Linked DNA regions of Mus musculus: regions 1, 2, 3, 5, 6 and 7 are each linked to region 4. The links are chromatin contacts, called in public promoter capture Hi-C maps. All regions are on one chromosome and are shown on one strand. The core of a region is the stretch at or near the end of the contact, and the rest is flanking DNA. Distances in the headings are between cores, read along the strand shown. Region 1 holds the start of Ube2d-ps (ubiquitin-conjugating enzyme E2D, pseudogene). Region 2 holds the start of Pold2 (polymerase (DNA directed), delta 2, regulatory subunit). Region 3 holds the start of Xbp1 (X-box binding protein 1). Region 4 holds the start of Pes1 (pescadillo ribosomal biogenesis factor 1). Region 5 holds the start of Aebp1 (AE binding protein 1). Region 6 holds the start of Ykt6 (YKT6 v-SNARE homolog (S. cerevisiae)). Region 7 holds the start of Pgam2 (phosphoglycerate mutase 2).

The links. Promoter capture Hi-C pulls out the DNA fragments that hold promoters and counts their contacts.
Region 1: a promoter capture Hi-C map of liver shows a contact between it and region 4, with 5 times the contacts expected there. The contact joins the promoter of Ube2d-ps here to the promoter of Pes1 in region 4. A contact is called at or near these places in 2 of 39 promoter capture datasets (both in liver).
Region 2: a promoter capture Hi-C map of liver shows a contact between it and region 4, with 5 times the contacts expected there. The contact joins the promoter of Pold2 here to the promoter of Pes1 in region 4. A contact is called at or near these places in 2 of 39 promoter capture datasets (both in liver) and 1 of 9 other capture datasets (liver).
Region 3: a promoter capture Hi-C map of liver shows a contact between it and region 4, with 5 times the contacts expected there. The contact joins the promoter of Xbp1 here to the promoter of Pes1 in region 4. A contact is called at or near these places in 4 of 39 promoter capture datasets (hippocampal neurons, liver and pre-B cells), 1 of 115 datasets of contacts at active chromatin or transcription factors (embryonic stem cells) and 1 of 9 other capture datasets (liver).
Region 5: a promoter capture Hi-C map of liver shows a contact between it and region 4, with 5 times the contacts expected there. The contact joins the promoter of Aebp1 here to the promoter of Pes1 in region 4. A contact is called at or near these places in 2 of 39 promoter capture datasets (both in liver).
Region 6: a contact with region 4 is called in a promoter capture Hi-C map of liver, with 6 times the contacts expected there. The contact joins the promoter of Ykt6 here to the promoter of Pes1 in region 4. A contact is called at or near these places in 7 of 39 promoter capture datasets (the 3T3-L1 cell line, the C10 cell line, hippocampal neurons and 3 more).
Region 7: a contact with region 4 is called in a promoter capture Hi-C map of liver, with 7 times the contacts expected there. The contact joins the promoter of Pgam2 here to the promoter of Pes1 in region 4.

Annotation. Positions count from the first base shown.
Region 1 is chr11:5,759,882-5,763,569 of GRCm38.p6, forward strand. Ube2d-ps (ubiquitin-conjugating enzyme E2D, pseudogene) reads left to right here and starts at 2,269. Exons shown (of 7, transcript NR_015577.1): 1 at 2,269-2,359. It also overlaps a transcript of Urgcp not described here.
Region 2 is chr11:5,876,510-5,879,875 of GRCm38.p6, forward strand. It overlaps Pold2 (polymerase (DNA directed), delta 2, regulatory subunit), which reads right to left and starts at 1,747. Exons shown (of 11, transcript NM_008894.2): 1 at 1,683-1,747; 2 at 204-480. The coding sequence starts at 423.
Region 3 is chr11:5,519,090-5,522,404 of GRCm38.p6, forward strand. It overlaps Xbp1 (X-box binding protein 1), which reads left to right and starts at 1,552. Exons shown (of 6, transcript NM_001271730.1): 1 at 1,552-2,111; 2 at 2,834-2,930. The coding sequence starts at 1,906.
Region 4 is chr11:3,962,584-3,966,012 of GRCm38.p6, forward strand. It overlaps Pes1 (pescadillo ribosomal biogenesis factor 1), which reads left to right and starts at 1,392. Exons shown (of 15, transcript NM_022889.3): 1 at 1,392-1,477. The coding sequence starts at 1,454.
Region 5 is chr11:5,859,987-5,863,640 of GRCm38.p6, forward strand. Aebp1 (AE binding protein 1) reads left to right here and starts at 1,880. Exons shown (of 21, transcript NM_009636.3): 1 at 1,880-2,412. The coding sequence starts at 2,166.
Region 6 is chr11:5,954,355-5,957,914 of GRCm38.p6, forward strand. It overlaps Ykt6 (YKT6 v-SNARE homolog (S. cerevisiae)), which reads left to right and starts at 1,404. Exons shown (of 7, transcript NM_019661.4): 1 at 1,404-1,650. The coding sequence starts at 1,547.
Region 7 is chr11:5,802,418-5,805,953 of GRCm38.p6, forward strand. It overlaps Pgam2 (phosphoglycerate mutase 2), which reads right to left and starts at 1,379. Exons shown (of 3, transcript NM_018870.3): 1 at 858-1,379; 2 at 582-762. The coding sequence starts at 1,271.

The DNA.
Region 1 (3,688 bases), core at 1,019-3,518, 1.8 Mb after region 4:
AGTGAAGTTTCAACTAGCTTTGGAAGATTACTCAAGAAAAACAAAGGAAGCTTTCCAGATAAAAGTAGGCCACAGGGCTGGAAAGATAGCCCAGTGGTCTAGAGCACTTGTTCTTGCAAAAGACCCAGGACTACATGGTGGTTCACAACCATCTTTAATTCCAGTTCCAGGAAATCCAACCCCTCTTCTGACCTCTTCAAACCACTGTGGACACATACACACAAATATAAACACACAGGCAAATATTCATACATATATATGTATATACACACATATATATATGTATGTAATATATGTGTAATAAAATGAAAAGAATCTAAAAAAAAGAAAGAGTCAAGGTGTAAAGATATAGAAGATGGGGCTGGAGGGATGGCTTAGTGGTTAAGATCACTGGCTGCTCTTCCAGAGGTCCTGAGTTCAGTTTCCAGCAACCCCATGGTGGCTCACAACCATCTGTAATGGGATCTGATGCCCTTTTCAGGTGTTTCTGAAGACAGCCACAGTGTACTCATATACATTAAATAAATGGTTTTTTTTTTTAAATGATAGAAGGTGCAGGATGGGTAGATCTCTGTGAGCTGAATGAAGGCCAGCCTGGTCTACAGAGTGAGCTCCGGGATAGCCAGGGCTCTACAGAGACCCTGTTTTGAAAGATCTGCCTGCTTCTGCCTCTAGAGTGATGGGATTAAAGGCATGAGCCACCACCACAATAGCATAACTAAAGGTAAGGAAGTAAAACTTAAAGACAGCAGACCCTAAGGGATCACAGAGAGCCCTGAATGTATTCCCACAGGCCACAGATCTTCCTTGTGGAGTTTTGGAAGAGGGTGGAGCTTGGTAAGGCTTATAGTTTAGAGGACAGTTCATGACATGTGTTTAGGATAAACTAGGAGAATAGGTGAATGGCATATAGGAATCTGGCTGGGAAACCATTTAAGTGTTCGATTCATTGTTTTTGTTTTGGGCAGGGTTTGTATGCGTATGTGCAGGAACATGACAGAGGCCAGAGTAGAATGCCAGATATATGACAGAGTAAATGCTACTCTTTGTGCCTTACTGCTTTTGGTGCAAGGTCTCTCACTGAACTGGAATCTCACTATCTATGCTAAGGTAGCTCCAGGGATCCTGTCATGCCGGCTACCCAGTGCTGGGGTTAGAGACATGAGTAGCCAACCTCACCTTTTCTGTGGGTACTAATGATCTCAGGGCCCCATGCTTGCACCACAAGCACTCCTATCTACTATCTCCTCAGCTCCTCTAGTTTTAGATTTTCCTTTGGGGATCTTTCTCTCTTTCTTTCTTTCTTTCTTTCTTTCTTTCTTTCTTTCTTTTTTTGGTTTTTCCAGACAGGGTTTCTCTGCATAGCTCTGGCTGTCCTGGAACTCACTTTGTAGACCAGGCTGGCCTTGAACTCAGGAATCCGCCTGTCTCTGACTCCTGAGTGCTGGGATTAAAGGTGTGCGCCACCACGCCCGGCTTTTTTTTTTTTTTTAAGACATGGTCTTACTCTGCAATCCAGGCTGGCCTCAAACTCACTATGTAGCCCAGTCTGGTGTTGGAACACCTTTGGTCCAGAGCAACTGCACTAGCATACCCTATTAGGTTTATCTGTCTGGAAACAATATATATGATTATTTATATAGAGAGTCCAGATTCTTTACTGTATGAGGCACGCTGATATTATGTATTTTGCCATATTCTATTTCATTTCCAAGATGTTGGCTACAATCTATTACACAGATTTTGTGACATACCACTAAGTTCTTTACACTTGGTCTTAAACAGTTCGATGTCTTGGGGAAAGGGAAGCAGAGTTTAGCTTGGGATGTGCACTTTCAGGCTGAGTCTCAATAGCGGCAGTGCATTGAAGCCAACTAAGTACTACTGAAAATGCAGCTCTCCAGACATGTAGATGCATCTGTGCTCAGCACCTACGCGTATTCAGAAATATCTGTAACACTTCTGCCCAGAAAGCATATAAAAGTGAATGTATACTTACAGCGCTGACAACCACTAAGCTCAGGAGTTAAGTGACAGCCTGGGGAGGAGCCCAGGGAGGGGCAGAGAGCATAGCGTGTGGCACCTGCGGTTTCAGGCATGTCCTGGTGCCCAGGCCCCTCGCCTAGCAGAAACCAGAGCCACAGGGCCGTGACCGTGGCCGAGTAACTGACCGTGCGCGACTCCGTGGTCAGACCCAGGACTGCTGCGCGCACTAGCTACCCACAGCGCACCGCGGCGCGCACGCGTAGAGCGCCGTTCCCGGCGTGCAGCGTTGCGGCCCAGGCGGCCGTCTTAGTCTGCCCCGCAGGGCCGGTGGGGCACGAGCAGCGGGAACATGGCTCTAAAACGGATCCAGAAGGTAAGAGTGGCGGAAACGGGGTCCTCCCGCCCGTCCACTCTGCGGGCTGTCGCAGCGAATAGAACCCCGCGGCTGAGGTGCGGCAGGGCGCACTGACACTTGCCCCGCGCGAGTTCCGCCGCGGTCGGCGCAGACTTAGGAGGTGGCTGAGTGCCTCTGGCGGGCGACTCGCGGGGGCGGAGTCATGCGACCGGGTCACGTGCGCGCGCAGCTTTGGGCGGAGTTTAGGGAAGCAGAGGGGTGTCTCCCAGGGTGCCTAGCACGAGAGGCTGAGCTGCGGGAGAATTTCATCCCGTAGGTTTGTATTAGCCCATTAACCTAGAGCCTGGTAATTGCATCTCAGAAAAAGAAGCCACCAATCCACCCTTTACCATTTGTTAACGTTTTAGCCTATCCACTTTTCGTCCTTTTCCTAAAGAAAATTATTTTATATTTCTAAGTTGTTTTTTGTTCCGTTTTGGTTTGGTTTGGTTTGGTTTTTTGAGACACGGCCTCCTGGCAGACCCAGAACTCGCTATGTAGACAAGGCCAGCCTCAAACTCACAGAGATCCTCCTGCCTCTGGTTGCCGAGGGGCGTGCACCACCATACCCTGCATTATACTGTAATTTATGATCCATGTTTTCACATAGTATTAATAGTTGGAATTTTTTTAAAGATTTATTTATTTATTTATTTATTTATTTATTTATTATATGTAAGTACACTGTAGCTGTCCTCAGACACTCCAGAAGAGGGAGTCAGATCTCGTTACGGATGGTTGTGAGCCACCATGTGGTTGCTGGGATTTGAACTCCTGACCTTCGGAAGAGCAGTCGGGTGCTCTTACCCATTGAGCCATCTCACCAACCCTAGTTGGGATTTTCTATACTGCAAAATGGTATTTATAACCTCTTTTTTAAAGGATTTGGGGCCGGGCGTGGTGTTGCATACCTTTTATCCCAGCACTTGGGAGGCAGAGGCAGACGGAGTTCGAGGACAGCCTGATCTACAGAGGACAGCCAAGGCTATACAGAGAAACCCTGTCTCGAAAAACCAAAAAAAAAAAAAAGATTTGCTCACTTATATGTGGGTGTAAGGTGCCCTGTGTAGGTGCCAAGAATCATACTCAGGAGCTCTGGAAGAGCAGTTCATGCCCTTAACCACTGAGCCATCTCTCCAGCCCTATGACCCTAACTTTTAGCATTAGCATGATTCTTTCCACCAAGTGGATCCAGGTTATGTGTCTCAATTAGATTTCTGTCGCTGTGATAAACACCATAACCAGAAGCAGCTTGGGAGGAGAGGGAAGCCAAAGCAGAGACCTGGAGGCAGAAACTGAAGAAGAGGC
Region 2 (3,366 bases), core at 497-2,996, 1.9 Mb after region 4:
ATCACTGCCAGAACCTAGCCCTTACCTCTGACCAGACTCTGGGCCAAACCCAACTTTAACCACACAGGTTAATTTAATCCTCACTTTTAAGAAGAAGCAGGGAGCTGAAGGGGCCATTCCATGGTAGCTGGAAAGTATTCCAGGTTAGATAAGGTCCTAGTTCTAGCTGCTGGGCTGCTGGGAGCAGCGTACCCCAAACTTACCCCAGTGTTGCTGCGCCCGGCTCACCAGGAACGGTCTCATCTGGATGAGGCGGGTGGCATAAATATGGGCGTACTGCCGGTTAAAGCTGCGCTCTCCCAGTCGGAAGGGCTGTGAGGAGTTGGTGTAAGTTGCCACAGGTACCCGGGCAAAGGTGGCATTGCTGGCAGAGGGCGGGGCGAGCAGAGTGTGGGCCCTCTGTGCTGCCTGCTCGGAGAACATGGCGGCACTCCTGGCTTGTTTGGTCCAAGCAGCTGTGTCCAGGCCGAGGAGTTATCACTGCAGAGACACACAAAGGCATTCCTGCAATCCCTTCTTGTACCCAAAGCTCCCCTAGTGTCCCAACCACGCTGTCCACAATGTGCACACATGTGTCCGGAGGTGTCATCCTATAACCTAGTCAGATACAACCTGGAGCTCGTTCCAAACCTTGTTCATCACCTCCTCCTCTCCACATTTCTACCCAATCACCAGGGTCTCAAATTCTGCATACCCTCAAATGGAATTATTGATCTGCTTCTGCCCAGCTCCCTGGGACCTCTGCTACCTCTAGGGATGCTATCAGGCATCACTGAAGAAGCCTGTCATAATATAATTAGTGATAAAAAATAAAGCATAAAGCTGCCCCTGTTTTGCTCAAAACCCCCCAAAGGTTGCTTTTCAGTAAATAAAACCCCAAGTTCTTACCACGACCTGTAAGATCAGCTCTGGGCCTCTAAGAACAGCTCCCCCCTCCTATCTGTTTCTCCTTCCAAGTGTCCCTTCCACAGCAGGGGCTCCAAGTAGAGGCCTCTCTACTCCTGCTGGGTCCTCTCCTTTTCCCCAAGGCTTACTGGCTCTTCCCTTTCAAGTCTTTCCTTAAAACTCACCTTCCCATATCTAATTGACTGCATTGCTACTTCAACTGTCTGCATCATTATCATCTCTCAAGCATTTACTTTGCCTCCTCCAACTGTTGCCTAAGCTCCGGCAGCGCAGAGGTTTGTTTTCTTGTATTGCACCCCTTCCCACTAAGATGTGCTTGGGGATGGATGCACAGCGGACTTTAGTATAAAGTATCTCAACATATTCTTCATGCGTAGTTGAGACGACAACAGGCTGGATGTAGTAACGGAAGTTTTGAACACAGCTTTCTTTTTCATTTTACTTTTTTTTTTTTTTTTTTGGTACAGCTATTACAAAGTTCAAATTCCCCTAGCTGGTTCGGCTTTCTTTAATGCGCAGCTCTGGCTTAGGGAGCGGACCCTATGAATTTGCCAAATGGGCACATGTAAACTGGATGTAAGCCAAAAACGCACGGTGGTGGCAGCGGCCCACACGGTGCTCCAGGCCGGACCCGACGGGAGACCTGCCCCGAAGCAGACACGCCCAGCTCGGGCCCATGTTACAGTTCGAAGCACCCTCAAGACCCCGGCCCGCTGTCCAGGTACCGCCAAGTCTGACCCAGGACCCACGTTAACCCCGCTCAGCAGCACACTCACCGCGCCACGCCGCATCCCGCCAATCTCTGCGCGCCCGTCCCGCCCATCGGCGCATCCAGCCAATCGCCTCCCGCCCCATCCCGCCCATCGCTGCACGCTTCATCCAGCCAATCCCCGTGCGCCCCGCCTCTGGACCGAGGAAACGCGGAGTCACGCCTCCGGTTCCCGGGACAACCCATCACTTAGCACTGGGTTTCCTGTGCGCATGCGGTGTTTGCGGCTGGGCCTCATCGGGTGAACTCCTTGGGTAGCGTGGGCCGTAGTGAGGCTGGGCGCCTGGCTCATGCTGCTCTCCCCGAGCGCTGGGGGTCTGGTGGCTCCTGTGTGGCTGAAGCTTCCCTCCCACTCTATCCTGCGCTGTGATTCTCACCCTGACTTCTCAGATTCCCTTGGAAGCATGAACAATTTCTCCCATCTCACAGGCAGGGAAACAGGCAAAATGACCCAGCTAGTGAGAAAAGCTAGAATTCACACTAAGACACCCTGACTGCAAGTGCATCAGACTTCAGTGGTAACATTGCTCCTTTTTAAAATTGCCTAATTACTCAGTCTGAAACTTATTACTTAAGGTAGGTTTCTTCTGGCTTACTAAGTTTTTTTGTTTTATTTTGAATTTATTTTGTTTTGTTTTGTGTGTGGGTGTGTTTTGCCTGCACGCATGTGAGGTCAGTCTCCTCGGAGGCGAGAAGAGAGCGTCCGTGTCACCTGGAACTGGAATTACAAATGGTTGTGAGCCATTCTGAAAGAGCTCTCAACCGAGCTTTCTCCAGCCCCTTGTTTCTGTTTTTGTTTGTTTTTGCTTTTTGAGACAAGGTTTCCCTCGTTCCTGTTTTAATAATGAATTAAATCATTTTTTTCCCCCCGAGACAGGGTTTCTCTGTATAGCCCTGGCTGTCCTGGAACTCACTTTGTAGACCAGACTGGCCTCGGACTCAGAAATCCACCTGCCTCTGCCTCTGCCTCCCAAGTGCTGGGATTAAAGGCGTGCACCCCCACCCCCGGCTAAATCATTTGTTTTTAATGTTTCAGTTTGTTGAGTATTTTTTCCTTTGTAAGCTGGGCTGAGTGCGGATTTTTGCCTACTGTCTCAAGTAGCCTGTTGCATATTTGATTATGTTGCAACGTTCTTGTGTTCCAGGAACAAACCCCATTTGATGGATTTGAAACCACTTTGTAGAATTAAAATCCAAAGTTACAATGACACAGAGCTCGTTGTTGTGCAGCCCCTTGACTGGAGCTCTCCATTTACTCTTTGGTTGCTGTTCCCTTTGGTCTGCAGGACTCTCCTTAGGATTCCTTACAGTAAATGTCTAAGGAAATGGACTCATCAAATTTTATCCCAGAATATCTTTATTTCTACTTTTTCCTTGAGACGGGTCTAATATATTCCATGGTGTAGCAACAGGGCCTTAAACTCCTGATCTTTCTGTCTACACCTCTGGAGTGCTGGGGTTACAGGCACGTGCCACTACCCTGAGTTTTATGCAGTGCTGGAGAGTGAGCCCCGGGGCTTCATGCAGGCTAAGCAAACACTCTGCCTTCTGAACTACATCCCTGCCTGGCCCTACGTCCACTTTGTGTTTTGAGCCAGGTATCTTGCTATGTGTTCCAGCTAATCTCCGAGGGCTGATGTCTGCCTCCAGAGTGCTAGGATTACAGGTGTTCTAGTCAGGTTTCTATTGCT
Region 3 (3,315 bases), core at 302-2,801, 1.6 Mb after region 4:
ATAAAGATGGAGCAGACCAATATAGCCAACCAATGCCCGGCCCAACTTGAGATCCATCCCATGTGAGAGAGCGGATCCCTGACACTACTAATGATGCTCTGCTAAGCTTGCAGTCAGGAGCCTAGCATAACTGTCTTCCGAGAGGCTTCATCCAGTAGCAGATGGAGACAGATGCAGAGACCCACAGCTAAGCATTGAGTTGAGCTGGGAGTCTTGTGGAAGAGATGGGAATAGAACTGAGCAGTGGAAGGGGGTCAAGGATGCCCCAAGGAGACATACAGAGTCAACTAACCTGGGACCATGGGGGCTCACAGAGCCTGGGCCACTGACAAGGAAACCTACAGGAGCTGAACTTATCCCCCCCACCCCCATCTGTAGCAAACGTGCAGCCTGGTCTGTATGTGGGTCCCCTAACAAGTGGAGTGGAGCTATCTTGGTCTCTGTTCCCTGCCATTGGATCCCCTCCGCCTCCCTGGACTGCCTGGTTGGGCCTCAATGGGAGATGTTGTACCTAGTCCTGCTGAGACTAGATGTCCCAGGGTAGGGTGGTATCAAAGAGGTATTCTCTAAGGAGAAGGGGAGGGAGCAATGGGGGGGGGGGATTTGTAAGGGTGGGACTAGGAAGAGGGGGCTATGATTGGGATATAAAGTGAATAAAAAATAAATTATTGGAAATAGGAAAAGGAAAAAAAATACTAATGTAGGGGTGGCTGTGTAGGTGAAAAACGCCCAGCACCCAGGTGAAAGGTTGGCAAGGCTGAGCCTGATCGTAACCCCAGTGGCAGAGAGCAGAGACAAGCAGACCATGGAGGTGTAATGGCCAGCCAGCATAGCCTCAGGGGCAAGCTTCAAGTGCACTGACTCTTATAAGGCGGAAAGCAATAGAAGAGTACACTCTCCCCCACCCCATCCCATCCCCTGAAACCTATTTCCACCCCCTCCTCACTCCCATTCCCTAATGAAAGGAATACTAAAGTCTGGAGGTATATATAGCTCAGTGGTATCTCTAGTTCCACAGTAAAGGGGAATAGTGGAGTGCTAGAGCATTAGGTTCTGGGGTCTGGCTCCAGCACAGCAAAACAAAGACAACAGTGATAAAAGCTCATACCAGAAGAGATCAGAAATAAGAAGAAAAACGAAACCACATGTATTCTCACTATGCAGACTTTATTTACTAATCCCTTACTACATGCTAGCCAAGGCTCTAGTGTTTTCTTTTAAAGTTATTAATTTATATCAATTAATTTATATGAAATAGGGTTTGATCTATAGCCCCAGCTGGCCTAGCTAGACCTCCCTATGTAGCCCAGGCTGCTCTCAAACTGGCAATAAAGTGCTGAGATTACAAGTGAGTACTACCCTGCTACATTTAGTTTTGCAATCATCTCATTTTCTAAAGACTCATTTTGTGAAAATTTCCCAGGTGTGTGTGTGTGTCCGCTAACCCTAAGCCGGATATGCCACCAGTTCAATTTTCTGCTGTACTGGGAAGTGGGGGGGGGGGGGGGACGGGACGGGGGACGTAGCGCCGGACATTAAAATGGGGTCGGGCTAGGGTAAAACCGTGAGACTCGGTCTGGAAATCTGGCCTGAGAGGACAGCCTGGCAATCCTCAGCCGGGGTGGGGACGTCTGCCGAAGATCCTTGGACTCCAGCAACCAGTGGTCGCCACCGTCCATCCACCCTAAGGCCCAGTTTGCACGGCGGAGAACAGCTGTGCAGCCACGCTGGACACTCACCCCGCCCGAGTTGAGCCCGCCCCCGGGACTACAGGACCAATAAGTGATGAATATACCCGCGCGTCACGGAGCACCGGCCAATCGCGGACGGCCACGACCCTAGAAAGGCTGGGCGCGGCAGGAGGCCACGGGGCGGTGGCGGCGCTGGCGTAGACGTTTCCTGGCTATGGTGGTGGTGGCAGCGGCGCCGAGCGCGGCCACGGCGGCCCCCAAAGTGCTACTCTTATCTGGCCAGCCCGCCTCCGGCGGCCGGGCGCTGCCGCTCATGGTACCCGGTCCGCGGGCAGCAGGGTCGGAGGCGAGCGGGACACCGCAGGCTCGCAAGCGGCAGCGGCTCACGCACCTGAGCCCGGAGGAGAAAGCGCTGCGGAGGTGGGCCCGGCGGGCAAGGCTGGGGCGCGGGGCGGCAGGACTGGGATTGGGACTCTCTCGTGTGTGCCAGCTGGTGGGCTCCGTACGGTGGGTTAGATTCACCTCTAGTGTCTAACCTGGGAAGCGGAGCTGAGGGGGATGCCCCTCCGAAGGTCTGCGTCGGGGGTGTGTGCAGGAGCTCCCGACACAGGCACAGAAGAAGGTGCCCGACGCCCAGTCCTCTGTAAATGCTCGCTCTTTGTGGTCGTAGGGTAGGAACCGCTCCAGCTGTCATTGCAGCCACTTGGGAACCCCACCCTGGGAACCGAGTCCACAGCGTCCGGCATCCCGAGAGTTTGGCTTGGGGAGGGACAGTTGGTAGCGTCCCCGCCGCCTTCACGGATATCGCTCTAGCAAGGAGCCTGTGGGACGGAATTGGACCCAGAAAGTAGCGGGGGAGGAGGGAAGAAGCATATGACGCAACGGGAATGTATCAGCCCGGTGGTAAAATGAGATCCGGGTGGACAGCCGCACGGGAGAGAATCAAGCAAGTCTTCAAGGCCTGTGGATAGAAAGCAGCGTGTGTATGCGTGTGCGTGTGCGTTTTGATAGGAGCTTTAAGCGTGTTTACTTGCTAAGCCTTATTCTGTAAAGTCAACGAAAGCACCAGCTGGCCACGTCTACAAATGAAGACACATGAAAGCTGGAGATGACTCAGTTATGTTCCCTGTCTCCTCCCCAAGGAAACTGAAAAACAGAGTAGCAGCGCAGACTGCTCGAGATAGAAAGAAAGCCCGGATGAGCGAGCTGGAGCAGCAAGTGGTGGATTTGGAAGAAGAGGTAAAGGGACTTCAGGCCATGCTTTCATCCCATCCATATCAGGGCCCATCCTAAACTGCTTCAGCCCTTTAGAATACAACCCAAAGTGCCATTTAAAGTTTAACCAGCCTAGCAGATAGGCCGTGAAAGCAGACGTGACTCACCCTGGCCTGCCCTCCCCTCGGAGATTAGCCAGGTTGGATAGATCATTGGTTGCTTAAGCTGTAGCGCCGCCTGTCTTTGCCAAAGGCTCACTAACGCTGCCCTTCCTTCTGGGATCCCCCCCCCCCCGCGCGCCCCCAATCCTCCCACCCTCTGTATCCTTTCTGCTGTCAGTGCCCTTTTGTGCCCCTCCACCCCGGCATCCTTTTACCCTTTGGGGAGTTATTTTAGTTTCTAAGTTAAG
Region 4 (3,429 bases), core at 142-2,641:
TATTCAACATATGGAAATCACAGTTTCTTTTTTAAAGAGATAAATATGCTTACTGTATCAAGTATACAAAACCACTCTTATAAATACTGATAAAGAGAATGTTCATTCTTATTAAACTCATCTTTCAAAGTTACATTTCAGCTATACATGACTTTAAGCAGAAAACCAAGAATTTTTTTAACATTTTGAAGTAAAAGTAATAAAATTTAAAGGAAATTGATAAAAAAGTCATAAATTTTAACTTTTTTATAAACATGAAATTACCACCTTTAAGACTGACTTAAACCTATCATCAGATCTCATAAGTTTAAAAATTATCTTTATAGATGGAATGATATGTTTTAAATGTGCGCACAACTTTTATGTGTGTGTTGCAGATCTGAACTCCATATCCTTATGCTTGCATGTCAGGAATTCTGTCCACTGGGCCATCTCCTCAGTCCTGTTTTGTTTTCTTGGTTTTGTTGTTTTGAAACACTATCTCTAGCACAGGCTGGCCTGAAACTTGTGCTCTCCCAGCCTCAGACTCCTGTGTGCTGGGATTACAGGCACCACCATCATGCTATGCCTTCCATTATTTTTCTTTCTTTTCATTTTTGTTTTGTTTCGACAGTGCGTCACTCAATACCCTCGCTGTCCTGGAACTTAGCCTCGGACTCACAGAGATCCGTCCCTTCTGCCTCAACTCATTCCCCAAATATAAGCAGTTCCTTAGACCCTCTCCGTGTCCGTGGGAGGTCAAAGGTCGGCCTTTGCTCTATTTTATTCTAACTTGAACAAACTAGGTGCAGCTGAATCTAAGGTCAACAAGGCAAAATCTGGTCAGCTGGGTTTACAACGCCTAGCAACCGTTGCCATGACAATTGAACTCCCTTAAACTCACTGGCCTAGCATTACAAAAACTAGTAGCTTTAGGTTTAGTGAGCATTTCTGTTTTTGTTTGTTTGTTTGGTTGGTTTGGTTTTTAAAGAAAACATCAGCCAGGCGTGGTGACACACATCTTTAATCCCAGTACTCTGGAGGCAGAGGCAGGCGGATCTCTGGATTAGAGGCCAAACTACAGAGCTCTCTGAATCCCAGAAGGCTCCGGGCTGTCTGTCTCCCATCCCTTCAGTCCTGCTGTATCCCAAAATGCACTGGGGCTCGCGTGCTCAAACAACCGTGTCTAGGGTGCTTATAAAACTGCCTAAATTTCCATGTTGCTTTAAAGCTTGTCTATAGATTTTGGTAACTAAGAAAAGAACTGAAAGAACTACCACAATTGTTGAGCTTTAGAGAATTTGGTTGTAAATAACGAGGTCGCCAAAAGCACAACTTTCTCTGGATTTGTACAGGCATATTTTCAGACAGCCCTCAGCTGGCGGCGTGGGGTCCTTCAGGGCCCTAGGCAGGGCACGTGCGGGAGGAAGTAGCTCTGGTGTTCTGGCTGCCTTGAATTTCTCAACGTGGAGCTATGGGAGGTCTGGAGAAGAAGAAGGTGAGTGAGTTCCAGCGGAGGTCGGAGCTCCGGCTTTATCACTTTCCCTGGCCTCTGGGGACCGAGAAGTCTTGAGACGGCCGCCGGAGCGAACCTTCTGCACGTAGGCCCCTGGAAGCCGGGAAGAACTGTGACGGGCTTTCTGTGGAAGGAGTTGTGGAGACAGGCGGAGCCGCCAAAAGAGTGATCAGTGACCAACGGGACGTAGAATTCATTATCAAGACTTGGGACTTTCTTAATTGAGCCAGGCCCGGTCCTAGGTACTGGGAATTGAGAAGTAAGCAGTCAGATGCGGCCCCGCTTTCCCAGTGTCAACTTCAGATAAAGTGGCTAAGGGTTTTTAAGTGCGCTCCTGAGAAAGGGAGGGAGGGAGGAGCAGTAGAGTGGAGAGTATCAACAGGCGCTTAATCCGATTAGTGTTGTCTTGTAGGTCCTCTTCTGACGTAGCATTTTAGTGGAAATCAGTACTTAAAGAACACTTTAGTCTGGGGCATGAAAATGTTGGGAAGTGTGGATGGTCCCCAACCTTCCCCTAAGAGAATTCTCGGCACTCAGAGAAAGGAGAGACTAATATCAGCGTGCAGCTGTAGCTTCCAGCCGTCTCTTAGCCGTCTCTGTGTTTGATGGTTTATATGGGGTTAGGCGTTGTCACAATCTTATATTTTAGGATGACCCTTTTGTTCCTTTACAGGCTCTGGTTATGATAGTTTTATCTTTAGCAGATGGAACTTGCTATCCGTGTGATATTGGTGGTGCTCAATTCTCAAGGGAGAAAATGACCTTTTTTTTTTTTTTCTTTAGAAAAGGGGAAAGGGTGAGCAGGTTAAAAGCAGAAGTCAGTGCAGTTTTAGCTCTGTTGTCTCAGATTAGAGACAGTTTCTTCTTCCTATGCAACCTTGTTTCCCAAGTTTAAGCTTCTTAATCATAATTAATGTGAAAGCTTGCTGTTTTTCTTTTTTCATTCAGAAGTGCTTAGCAGAGAAAACAGAAGTGAATTCCACGGCCAGTAGGAAAGAGAGGCAGGTGGTGTGCAGGGTTTTGGACAGACAGTAGCATGGCTGTGAGATGTAAATAAGTGAGGTGCTGTCTAGGTGAGGCTGGGGCCGTATCATGTGAGGCTGGAACTTATTCTGAGTGGAGAAGACAAAGAAAGTAAGTGACTTGATCTGAGTTATTCTTGCTTCTGTAAGGAGACTGTGGGTATGAAGTAACTTTGGGATAGGAATGAAGAAGATGAGATGGGCTCAAGTCTTTCCTTTGACTTGCAAGTTTCTGGTAACAATCTGCTTTGTTGTTTTTAATTACTTTTTTTAAAGTTATTTTTTATTTATTTTTATGTATATGAGTGCTCTATCTGCATGTATACCCGCATGCCAGAATAGGGCATCAGATCTCATTATGGATGGTTGTGAGCCACAATGTGGTTGCTGGGAATTGAACTCTGAACCTCTGGAAGAGCAGCCAGTTCTCTTAACCACGGAGCCATCTCCCCAGCCCCTTTAATTACTTTTTTGAGACTATAATTGCATTATTCCCCCTTTCCCTCCAAACCTTTCCATATATTCTCACTTGCTCTCCTTCAAATTCATGGCCTCTTTTTAAAATGATTTTTATATAACATAGTATATATATGTTCCTAAATACATAAATACACCTGCTATATACTAGTGTGTGTGTGTGTGTGTGTGTGTGTGTGTGTGTCAGTCAGTGTGTGTCAGCGTCAGGGTTGACTGTTTGGTATTGGATAGCTAATTGGTCTGTTCTTCCCTGGGTAATACTGTTTCTCCCACTCACAGTATTGGTTGCCTGTAGGGTTCACATCTCTTGGCCTTTCTTCTATCCATGTTAGCAAGTCTGTTGTCCTTGTTCAGCTTATGTTTAGGCAGCCATGTTGAGAGACTTTCTGGGTGTAGTTTCTGACATCCTTGGAGACACAAATCTCAGCAAACTTC
Region 5 (3,654 bases), core at 630-3,129, 1.9 Mb after region 4:
TTCCTGAGGACGGGCTCCCTCGGGAGGATCCCCAGCGTAGCACTGTGCTCCCACGCACCTTTCCGGATTTTCTGTGTGGAGGCCTCAACCCCTCAGGCCTCCTGGGCCCAGCTCCTCTGCTCGAATTCCTGTCCGTGACTCATTGAGGCTCAGGAAAAGGCTTTCTAGACCTTAGGTTTCTTTGTTTTCCATTTTTGAAATGGCTTCTGTTTTCCCTGGCAGAGAATATCCAACCCAAATTCAGTCCAAGTATGACCCATGCCTAGGGAAGTGACATCCATGTCCCCTCATGCACCCTGTGGCATACCCAGCATGACACACTGGACCAGACTGGGGGCACGGAAGCCAATTCCCAGAACTGACTTTGAGCACAATGATTCAGAGGGTGACCATGAGTGAGACTTGCTTTACTCTTGCTCTGCGACCAGGTTGAAGTCTCTCATGGGGAGGCCTAGCTGTGAGAGGATTGTCCCGGGATGGGGGAGGGGGAGCAAAGTGGATGAGGACCAACAGCCTGTGGGATGCAAGGGCTGATCGTGTGTGCTAGGCACAGCACAAAGTGGTCCATTTAGCCGGGCAGTGGTGGTGCACACCTTTAATCCCAGCACTTGGGAGGCAGCAGCAGGTGGGTTTCTGAGTTCGAGGCCAGCCTGGTCTACAGAGCAAGTTCCAGGACAGCCAGAGCTACACAGAGAAACTCTGTCTCAAAAAAATCGAATAAACCAGAAAGGTGGTCCATTTAATATGCGTATAGTAAGTTGTGGACACGGAGTTCCCCTGCTGAGTCAGACAGCTAGGAGGGCTAAGATGGGTTAGACCCTCCCCCCCACACACACACACACACTCACACACACATCAGTTCTTGGCATAGTCTCCATGCTTCCTCAAGGAGAGCCAGAAAGGAGACTGCCGGGAGGGGCTTGCCTACTCCCTGAGAGCAGTGGGTTACAGAGCCCAGTACCCGAAAATTTCCCCTTTTTCTCCCTGCTCATGCTGGACAGAGAGGGTGAGGGTGAGGGTGAAAGACTGAGGAGGTGGCATCGTGTTGGTGTTTCTTGACCTGCTTTTTCTTTTTTCTCTTCCAGCTGAGATGTAAACTTTCCCATGTCAATCATCTGGGGGTCGCTATTCTTTTTTATCAGAGTGCCTCCCCACCTTGGTTGAAAGCTGCCTGCCACTGCCCTGGACCTATGGCTGCTACAAGCCCACGTTCACATCTTTAATCCTTCATGGGTAAATGCTCTGGCATTCCTGGGCTTAGCTATGATGGCCATTATGAGCCAGCCAACGTTTGTATTCTAGAAGCCATAGCTGAAGCTGTTGTAAACAATTTGTTGTTTTAACCGCTTCTGGTCAGAGGAAGGAGAGAAATAGCTATTACTCCACATTGGGACCTGAGCCCTGAGCTCTGAAGTGGGGCTCCTATCTCCATAAGGACAGCAGCTTGCTGAGAACAGCTTTTCACAGCCTTCCTCGCAAAAATTGGCTCCAAAGACCTGGGATGTTGGTGATAACTGGACAAAGGTGACACCTGTGCAAGCACACAGCAGGTGACACTTTGAAGAGCTAACCTCCAGAAAGTGGAAAGGAGGTGATCGCCAGTACCCTCGAGGGCCCTACTCCCTCCCTCCCCTAGCAATCTCCCTGGGCTCAGAGCAAAGGGCACAGCGGGTTAGAGCACAGGTCTCCTTAGACTCCGCACACTCCCTTCCCCATAACTGTTGCATTCTTTTCTCCCAGGCCTTCCTCCCCGCTAGGCGCCCTGCACCCAGACCCTCTAAACTGGGCGCTGACGCTGCTATTAGTCTGGGCTCCGTGCTGCTCCGCCTCCCTCCCCCGCAGCCCCCGGTCCAAGGCCGGCTCCTCCTCCTCCCCCTCCGGAAACCCGAAGCCCCCGCCCCGGCCAGGCCGTCGCAAGCGCTCTGGAGGGCGGTCCGCGTGAGAGCCAGCCACGCGGGGCAGGAGCGCCCAGTTGCTGCCGGAGCTGGGCCCGCCAGAACCTCTCCTGGAGCCCCTTGCTCTCCTTGAATCTCCCTTTCCCACCGCTTTCTGGATACCCTTGACGCCCACGTTCCTCGCGCCCTTTCCCGCCCCTACGCGGGGCGCTGCCCCTGCCACCCAAGTCCCTGCTCAAGCCCGCCCGGCTCCCGCGCGTGCCCAGAGCCATGGCTCCAGTGCGCACCGCATCCCTGCTCTGCGGCCTCCTGGCACTGCTGACGCTGTGCCCTGAGGGGAACCCACAGACGGTGCTGACGGACGACGAGATCGAGGAGTTCCTCGAAGGCTTCCTTTCGGAGTTGGAGACCCAGTCCCCGCCCCGGGAAGACGACGTGGAAGTCCAGCCGCTTCCCGAACCCACCCAGCGTCCCCGCAAATCCAAGGCAGGGGGCAAGCAGCGGGCAGATGTAGAAGGTGAGAACCTGGTGACATGGGTGGCCATGGCATCAAGTGAGCATACAGGGGCTCTGGAGGGTCTAGCCACTTCCCATGCTGCCCCGTGAGGAATGTCTCTCCAAGGCAACGCAAGGCAACACACTGCCAGGCAGCAGTTCTGTCCTGGAGTTTGGAAACCTGGAGGTGTGTGTTCAGCATAGGGTGGCGCTGGGCTTTTGAGGTCGCCCAAGTTGTTCATCCCAGGTCTCAAGAGAGTGTAGGTTTGGACGAGTGGGAAATTGTGATTCGCCTCTCCGAACTGGCCCTAGTCTCTTAGTGGCAAGCTTCAAGCCTAGGCATCTGCTTGCCTCCTCTTCTCCCACAGGAACACAGACAGGGGAGCGGGGTGAGGAAGACTTCCAGGTGAAAGTGGGCAGTCTGAGATGGTCAGAACTAAGCGAGGTGATAGCATCCCGGAGGCATGCAACCCCGAGCCTCTTATGCAATCGTTGTCAGTAAATCTTAGCTGTTTTTCATGGCCCTCTGGAGAGTGGCAACGGATCTTGTGATCTCTCTCCCAGGAGACTGTAAGGCACCATTCATCATTCCTGAGGTCAGCCACTCCCCCTCCGGCCCCCACTGCTGTAGATCTGTCCTGCTCTCCCTACCCTCACCTCCCTGCACACTTTGCCTCCAGCAACCAAGACGTTCTGGACATTGCCAAGTGACCCTGCTCCTGCTGCATGTTTTGCTGTATTCCCTGTGTTTCAGCCAGCTGCCTGTGTGTTTCCCATTCGCCATTAAATTCTCCGCACCCAGCAATTGCAGCTCCTAGGGTGCTAGAAGGGTGGCCCCTGCTACTTGACTTCTCTGAGATGAGCCAGCACGGAGAGAACTACCTACCTGCCTCTCTCTCCCTCTGTCCTTGATAAGGGCCTCCTGTTGGTTTTGAGTTTCAACGGGAACCTTTTGGGACTTCAAGACCTACGGAGTGACTGCCGGCCTGCCTGCCTGCCTTCCTCCCTGGGAAGGAACCAAATCCAGGGCCTTACATACCAGGGGACTGACTGCTCTAGGGCAGATCTACATCCCCAGCCTGACTGTCTCTTTGAAGCTTTTCTTCTCCCTTGAAAGGAGGCTCTTGGAAGGCCAAGCCACAGTCTTTAATTTGCCTGGCTGTTTGCTTGGGTAGCCCTGCTCTTTCAGGTTCTTCCCTGTACCTTCCATGCCTGGCACTGAGCTGTGAGGCATGTGGGTTAGGCAGACATGTGAATTAGGGAC
Region 6 (3,560 bases), core at 154-2,653, 2.0 Mb after region 4:
AATACATGTATAATATGTTCATATACAAGCATGTATAGAAACATATATATGTGTTCATAGATATATATAGATGTAGATATACTTACATGTAGGTATGTATGCATATGACCTCTTCGGAGTAAGTTGTATACATAGTGTTCATCTATTTATGTTACTGTGTGTTAGTGTGCATGCATGCATGCACCAGAGACTTCTCTTATAAGGTCAGGGCAGTCAGTGACTGAAAGCTGGAAATAAAGATATAGTGCTCTTATCTAATCTGTAGACCTTGCTCAGATTTTAGCCTCCCTTTAAAGCTCTGCTTCTAACAGCCTCAAGGGCACCTTCGGCCTCTCATGAGGCTTGCTTCCTCTTTCTTTCTTTCTTTCTTTCTTTCTTTCTTTCTTTCTTTCTTTCTTTCTGTCATTTAACGTAATGGTGCAAATAACCATCGTCGTCATTGTTAAACATCTGCAATGAGCAGGACTTGGAATTTGATAGTTTATCACTTTTACCAACATGTCTACAAAAAAGGTATTTTTTGAGTCCAACAGATTGGGGGGGGGGGGTAACTTTTGCGGTGCGGAAGTACTGGGACCGAATTCAGGCTGGATAACAGCTGGGGAAACGCAGGGGAAAACAATGTCATTTGAAATTGATTAACAAGCTTGGCTTGGGGAGTTCGCATATCTCTAGATGAGACTTCCTGGGACCAAGGGAGGCTGGGTAAAGTCAGAGAAAAGCAGGAAGAGGTGCCAAGAGTGGCTGTAAGGGAGTTTGATAAGCATTTTGCTGTTCACATTGGAAGCCCAAGGTCTGCTTCTTGCTATCAATTTTCTTAATCCACATCTCTTTCTGCAAGGTCACTATCCTGGTAATTTTGTACAACTTTGGATAAAGAGGCTTTCTTCAGAAATGGTTCTCCGTCTGCCGCCTGTGGAGCCATGGTGTCAGTGCAGGTGAATATAGCTGACACCTCTGGCCGCCTGGCTTGTCGAACAAGTGTGTCCAAGCTGAGTGGCCATAGCCAGTGACGTTTCTGATTTTTATTATTGCAAGAGAAAGGATGAAGGGCCTTTCTTTTAGTCGTCTGTACTTGGGACACCCAGGGAAGAGGTTGGGTAGCCTGGTGCTGTTACACATAGAATGCAACAAAAGTATAGAGTGGGGACAGCTACGGGTTGTTTTTCTAGCAGAATGGGGAAAAAAGAGCGATGGTACGGCACAGCACTCCCCACCGGCAGCCAGGGTCCGCGCGACAGCCCGGAAGGGAACCTGCGCCAAGGCACTGCCACGCAGGCGGAGACCGAGCCTCCTGGCGCCGACCCGGGCGGACGCGGGCGCGCCCCGCCGCTTAGCTACCCGTCCGCGCACGCGCGTACCCTGCCTTCGGGCCTCCGAGGAGCGGCTGGAGCAACTCGCCACCGGAACCGGAAGTGGGCCTTACTCTAGGAGGAAGAAGCCGGCCGGGCCCCGTCAGGAGGCGGCCGCCGCTGTTCTGAGGGACTGTGGCCGCGCTCCTGGGAGCGGGTCTGGGGCTCAGCCGGCGGCCCGAAGGTGCGGCGCCATGAAGCTGTACAGCCTTAGTGTCCTTTACAAAGGCGATCCGAAAGCGGTGCTGCTCAAGGCCGCGTACGACGTGTCTTCCTTTAGTTTCTTCCAGAGGTCCAGGTAAGTGGGCCGGGCCCGGGTGGCTGGACCCGGAGTCCAGGGAGTCGAGTCTCTCGAAGGGCGAGCACGGCTTTGGCCTCCCTCGGGCGGCAGGCTGTACCTGAGGAGTCGTTAGCAACCCTGGGAAAGGGCTCTGCCCTACGCGGTATTGCCCAGTTGTAGAAAGATTGGAAGGCCATTGATTACAGACGCGCTGCCAACTGTTCTGATCTGGGATCTCCGGACTCAGAAATAAGTATGTTGACTACGCCTCGCACCCTGTGATTTAACCAGTGTTTGGTGTCTTAACCTTTGTATTTCGTCGTTGCCAGTGGTTCTCACCTTCCTTGCGCTGCGACCCTTTAGTACCGTTTCTCATGTTGAGGGAACCCTCCCACCCCCAACCATAAAATTATTTTCGTGGCTACTTCATAACTGTAATTTTGCTACTGTTATGCATATGTATTTTTGGAGATTGAGGTTTGCCAAAGGGGTTGCAGCCCACAGTTTGTGAAAGTCGCTGGTCAAAGCTCTTTCCAGAAGTTCTGTATGGAGGTGTTTCTTTTATGAGTAAAATCGTTGATTCCTCAAGGATTGGGAGTCAGGGGTCAAACTCATTCTTTTTAGTGTTTGGGCCTTGATTATCAGGAAGGGTCCACACTGGTAGCTAGGCAGGAACCACTGGATTTGTATTGCTTGTAGGCATGTAAAGGATTGTGGGGTGCTTTAATTGTAAGCTGCACAGATACCCAGTCTTGTGGGAGTGACTCAGACACAAAAGGAAAAGGGCCCAACAGGGTAGGACCTGTGGTCATCTTGACTCAACGTCTGGGGAAATCTGCTTGTTCAGGTTGTGTCTCAGCTTTTGATGGTTCTAATGACTTCATATAAGTGGGATATATAGTAGTTGGCTTTTTGTGTCCCACTGATTTTACTAAGCAGAATGACCCCAAGGTTGACCTATGTTTCTGCAGATACCAAATTTTTCTCCCCTTTAAAATATATACAGTATTGAGTTTTATGTAAACACTATGTTTTGTTTATGTATCCATCCGCTGATGGACATGAGTTGCTGTGGATTATAGTTATGTGAATAGTGTTTGCCAAGGGGTTGGAAGGTAGCTTGAGTGGAGAAATAGTTCATTCAGGAGACTGCTTGCTGCATGAGGGGCCTGGGTTTGATCCCAAATACATCAAAAGGAAAAACAAACAAACCAACCAACCAACCTCTGGGTGTCCTGACACATGCTTGTACTTTCAAAGCTAGGGAAACAGAGACAAGGTGATGGGGCTCAGGGCCTGATGACTGACCCGCTGGGGATCATGGCGCCTGATGACTGACCCGCTGGGGATCATGGCGCCTGATGACTGACCCGCTGGGGATCATGGCGCCTGATGACTGACCTGCTGGGGATCATGGCGCCTGATGACTGACCCGCTGGGGATCATGGCGCCTGATGACTGACCCGCTGGGGATCATGGCGCGATGACTGGCCCCCTGCTCAAGCCTACTCTGTGAGCGCATAACCAACTTCATCCTAACAAAGGTGGATGGCTCCTGAGGAAAGACTCCCTGCGTACACATGCAGCTGCACACAGATGGCACGTGGATGCTCAGATACACAGAGACACAGCTTACAATTTGCTGTGGTGTGCACCCCTGAAGGTGGAATTGTTGAGTCATCTCTGGCTCCGTTTGCTCTTCCTGCTCCTCTCCTCTGTGTGCCCTGGCCCCTGCTCTGTGCTTGGTGTTCTTCTTCTGGGATGGAACCTGTGGTGCCAACTTGGCTCTGGATCTTTCCGTTTTTCTCTCTCTCTGTTTATATGGAGGATTCTCAGAGCTTCACAATGCTATCATCTCATTCTTTGACACCCTGATGTTATCTACTGTCAGATGACTAGCAGTGAAGCAGAGAGACACATGTTCCAGT
Region 7 (3,536 bases), core at 129-2,628, 1.8 Mb after region 4:
TACACTGCTATGCCCCCCTTCCAGGCCTGTCTACTAGCCCTTGCTCTTCAGTTAGGAGCACCACCACAGGCCTAAGATTTTAAGTAGCTCCATATTTCTGCACTCTGCTGCCTTTTTTTAGCCTATAGAAGACTGAGAGGTGGGGGAACACATGGTTCAGGTCTGTGTGGGTGGATGGACTATGTATTGTACCTGAGGCAAAGGGGCCTCAGAGTCAAGGCACTTTGTACATAGACTTGAGAGAAAAAGAGGAAATGCAGGCAGCACCAGGAGAGAGAGCAAGAGTTTTATAACAGCTCAAGTGGCTTGATTCAGCAGGAAGCCAATACTTGGCGTTGATGGCCAGAGCTCTGACCTCTTTCCCCAGTGGGTGCCAGAAGCCTGCTCTACCTATGATCAGCTCCTGTGGGGTGCCTCAGCTATGCTGTCTGTGCTGACTACATAACTGGAAATGGGACAACACAAAGTATTACAAAACTCCTGCCTCCATCAACTTCTGAAACCCTGACATCTGTAAAATAGCTGAAACCAATGAACCGCAGTGGTTTCTGTCTCACATCTTTCCTGAGAGTAGGCCTCACCTTCCAGATGTTTCACAATGCCCCGAAGGCTGTTCCCATGGGCTGCAATAAGCACTCTCTGGCCAGCCTTAATCTTAGGTGCGATCTCCTCATTCCAGAAGGGCAAAGCCCGGGCAATGGTGTCCTTGAGACTTTCACAGGTAGGCAGCTCCTCAGGCTTCAAGCCTGCATAGCGGCGGTCCTGGGGACAAGGGCACAGGAACATTTCGCTTTTGTTTACTGGGTAGCCCTCCCCCCTGGGCTCCCAACCTTCCAGCTTCCCGGCATCTGGCCCACCTTGCTGATGGAGGTGTAGTAGTTGTGTTTCTCATCCATGGGTGGTGGTGGGGTGTCAAAGGAACGCCTCCAGATCTTCACCTGCTCCTCCCCGTGCTTTGCAGCCGTCTCAGCCTTATTGAGGCCTGTGAGGCCACCATAGTGCCGCTCATTGAGGCGCCAGGTACGCACCACGGGCACCCACATTTGGTCCGTAACATCCAGGATGGTCCAAAGGGTGCGGATTGCCCGCTTCAGCACCGACGTGTAGCAGATGTCAAACTCTATCTTGGCATCTTTGATAGCGGTGGCCCCCCGCTTGGCCTCCTCTGCTCCCTTCTCACTCAGCTCTGCATCAAACCAGCCACAGAAACGGTTCTCTTGGTTCCATAAGCTCTCACCGTGGCGAACCATTACTAGGCGGTGGGTGGTCATGGTGGCGGGGGACACAGGAACTCTAGGTGGCAGCTGCTTGCTTGGCCCTTTAGGCTTTATAACAGTTTTCCCAGCCCCCACCCCAGCCCTAACTGCCAATCAGCATTCCAGGAGATACAGGCAGAGGCAGGCAACCAGTAGCAGAACTGGGGGTGGGGTGTAGTCCAAGGAGCTGAACTTAAAAATAGTCTCACAAAATCATCAGCTCAGATGACAAGCCCCATAACCAGCTGGCACCTGGTAACAAGCCGCATGGGGCTGCAGAACTGGACCAGGGTGAAGGGCAGGAGTCAACCTGGGGGTGTTCTCCATGTGGAGACACTCTTGACATCAGCAGCTTTCAATCACAATTGGCCCTCTCCTGATCGGGTAGAAACAACTATTCCAGGCCCTTTTCTGATATATACATATGTTTAAAGACAGAGTTGAATTGTGTGACTCAAGCTGCAATCTCTCTTCAGTCTCTTAATACAATTAAGAACAAGCGCATCTCAGGAAGAAGTCTAGCCTAGTGTCAAGGTCAAGGGTATGTATAAGATATCCATACAAAGAGGTCAGTGTGTAAGTAAATAAGTAGGCGTGTCTGCAACAGTGATTGTTCTCTGCCCAGGTGCCTGTCCCAGCGTACATGCATTGTCTGTGTTGCTGTGTTGGTGAGACGGAGTGAGCACACACGTTTTACCAGGCAGATACCCCCACCCCACTAAGTATGGAGGATGAGGAGCAGTTGCTTTGAGAGGTGCACAGGATGAGACAGCTCCCCAGATGATACTCAGGTGAGCTAGAAGAACACTGAGGGCAGAGCTGGGAGCCCTACAGGAAGGGTACACTGGGTTGAGGTACCAGTAAAAAACAGAACACCCTAAGGGACTGGAGAGATGGCTCCTCAAGAGCACTTCCAAAGGACCCAGATACAATCTCCAGTACCCACATTGGGCAGCTCACCACTACCTGCAACTATAGCTCCAGGGGCATCCAACAGGTCTGGTCTCAGTGTATACCTGCACTAATGTGCACATTTCCTACCCACAATTAAAAATAAACTTAAAGACATTTTAGAACCTGGTTGTGCACACCTTTAATCCTACCCCCTGCCCAAGTGCTGGGATTAAAGACATGCACCACTGTCACCCCTCTGATGTTGTTTTTTTTTTTTTTTTTTTTTTTTGGCGGGGGGGAGGGGTCAAAACAGGGTTTCTCTGTATAGCACTGGCTGTCCTGGAACTCACTTTGTAGACCAGGCTGGCCTCGAACTCAGAAATCTGCCTGCCTCTGCCTCCCGAGTGCTGGGATTAAAAGCGTGCCCCACCACTGCCCAGCCCCCTGTGTTGTTTTAAAGACAGGCTCTCACTATGCAGCTTTAGCTGGCCTGGTACTTGCTATGTAGACCAGGCTGACCTGGTACAGAGGTCTATAAGGATCTGCATTACAACACCTGGCTGGTGTGGCTAATAAACTCTGGTTAAAAATACAGGGCCAAGGCAGGCAGGGGTGGCACACACCTTTAATCCAAGCACTTGGGAGGCAGAGGCAGGCGGATTTCTGAGTTCGAGGCCAGCCTGGTCTACAGAGTGAGTTCCAGGACAGTCAGGGCAACACAGAGAAATCCCATCTCGGAAAAAAAAAAATGCAGGAGCCAGAGCAAGGTGTGGTGGTTGAGAGCCTGTACTGCTCTTGCAAAGAACTCAGTTCAATTCCTGTCACCCAGGTCAGATAGCTCACAACCACCTGTAACTCAAATCCCTGGGGGTCTAATGCCTTCTTCTGGTTTCAGTGGATACTACACTCATGTGCACAAACCCACACTCTTTCACACACACACATATACACATGATGTTTAAATTAAAATAAGTATTCAGACTACAGCACCTATCAAAATTGTTTTGTTACTTAGCAAAATATACAACTATCCTTAATATATGCAGAAAATACCTTTTACAAATCTAACACTCTTTCATAGTACGCACTTCCAGACTAGGAATAAAAGGGAGGTGCTCTCTGTTCTCTGACACCGTGGTGGAGGAAAGTTATAACTGGCTGGGAAGCAAGATCCTCATCTTACATCCTTTACCAAACTATGGTCAAGTTGACCGTCTTTGTCATTTCTGGTAAAGGCTATCTATGACAAACTGTGACAGCTAACATCAGACTTAACAATGAAGGCCAAGATGAGAAGCAAGGTCCTCACACTCCCTATCTAGGGACAACACAGCACAGAGGTGCAAGCCAGGACAATTAAAGATATCTAGATTGAAAGGAGGAAGT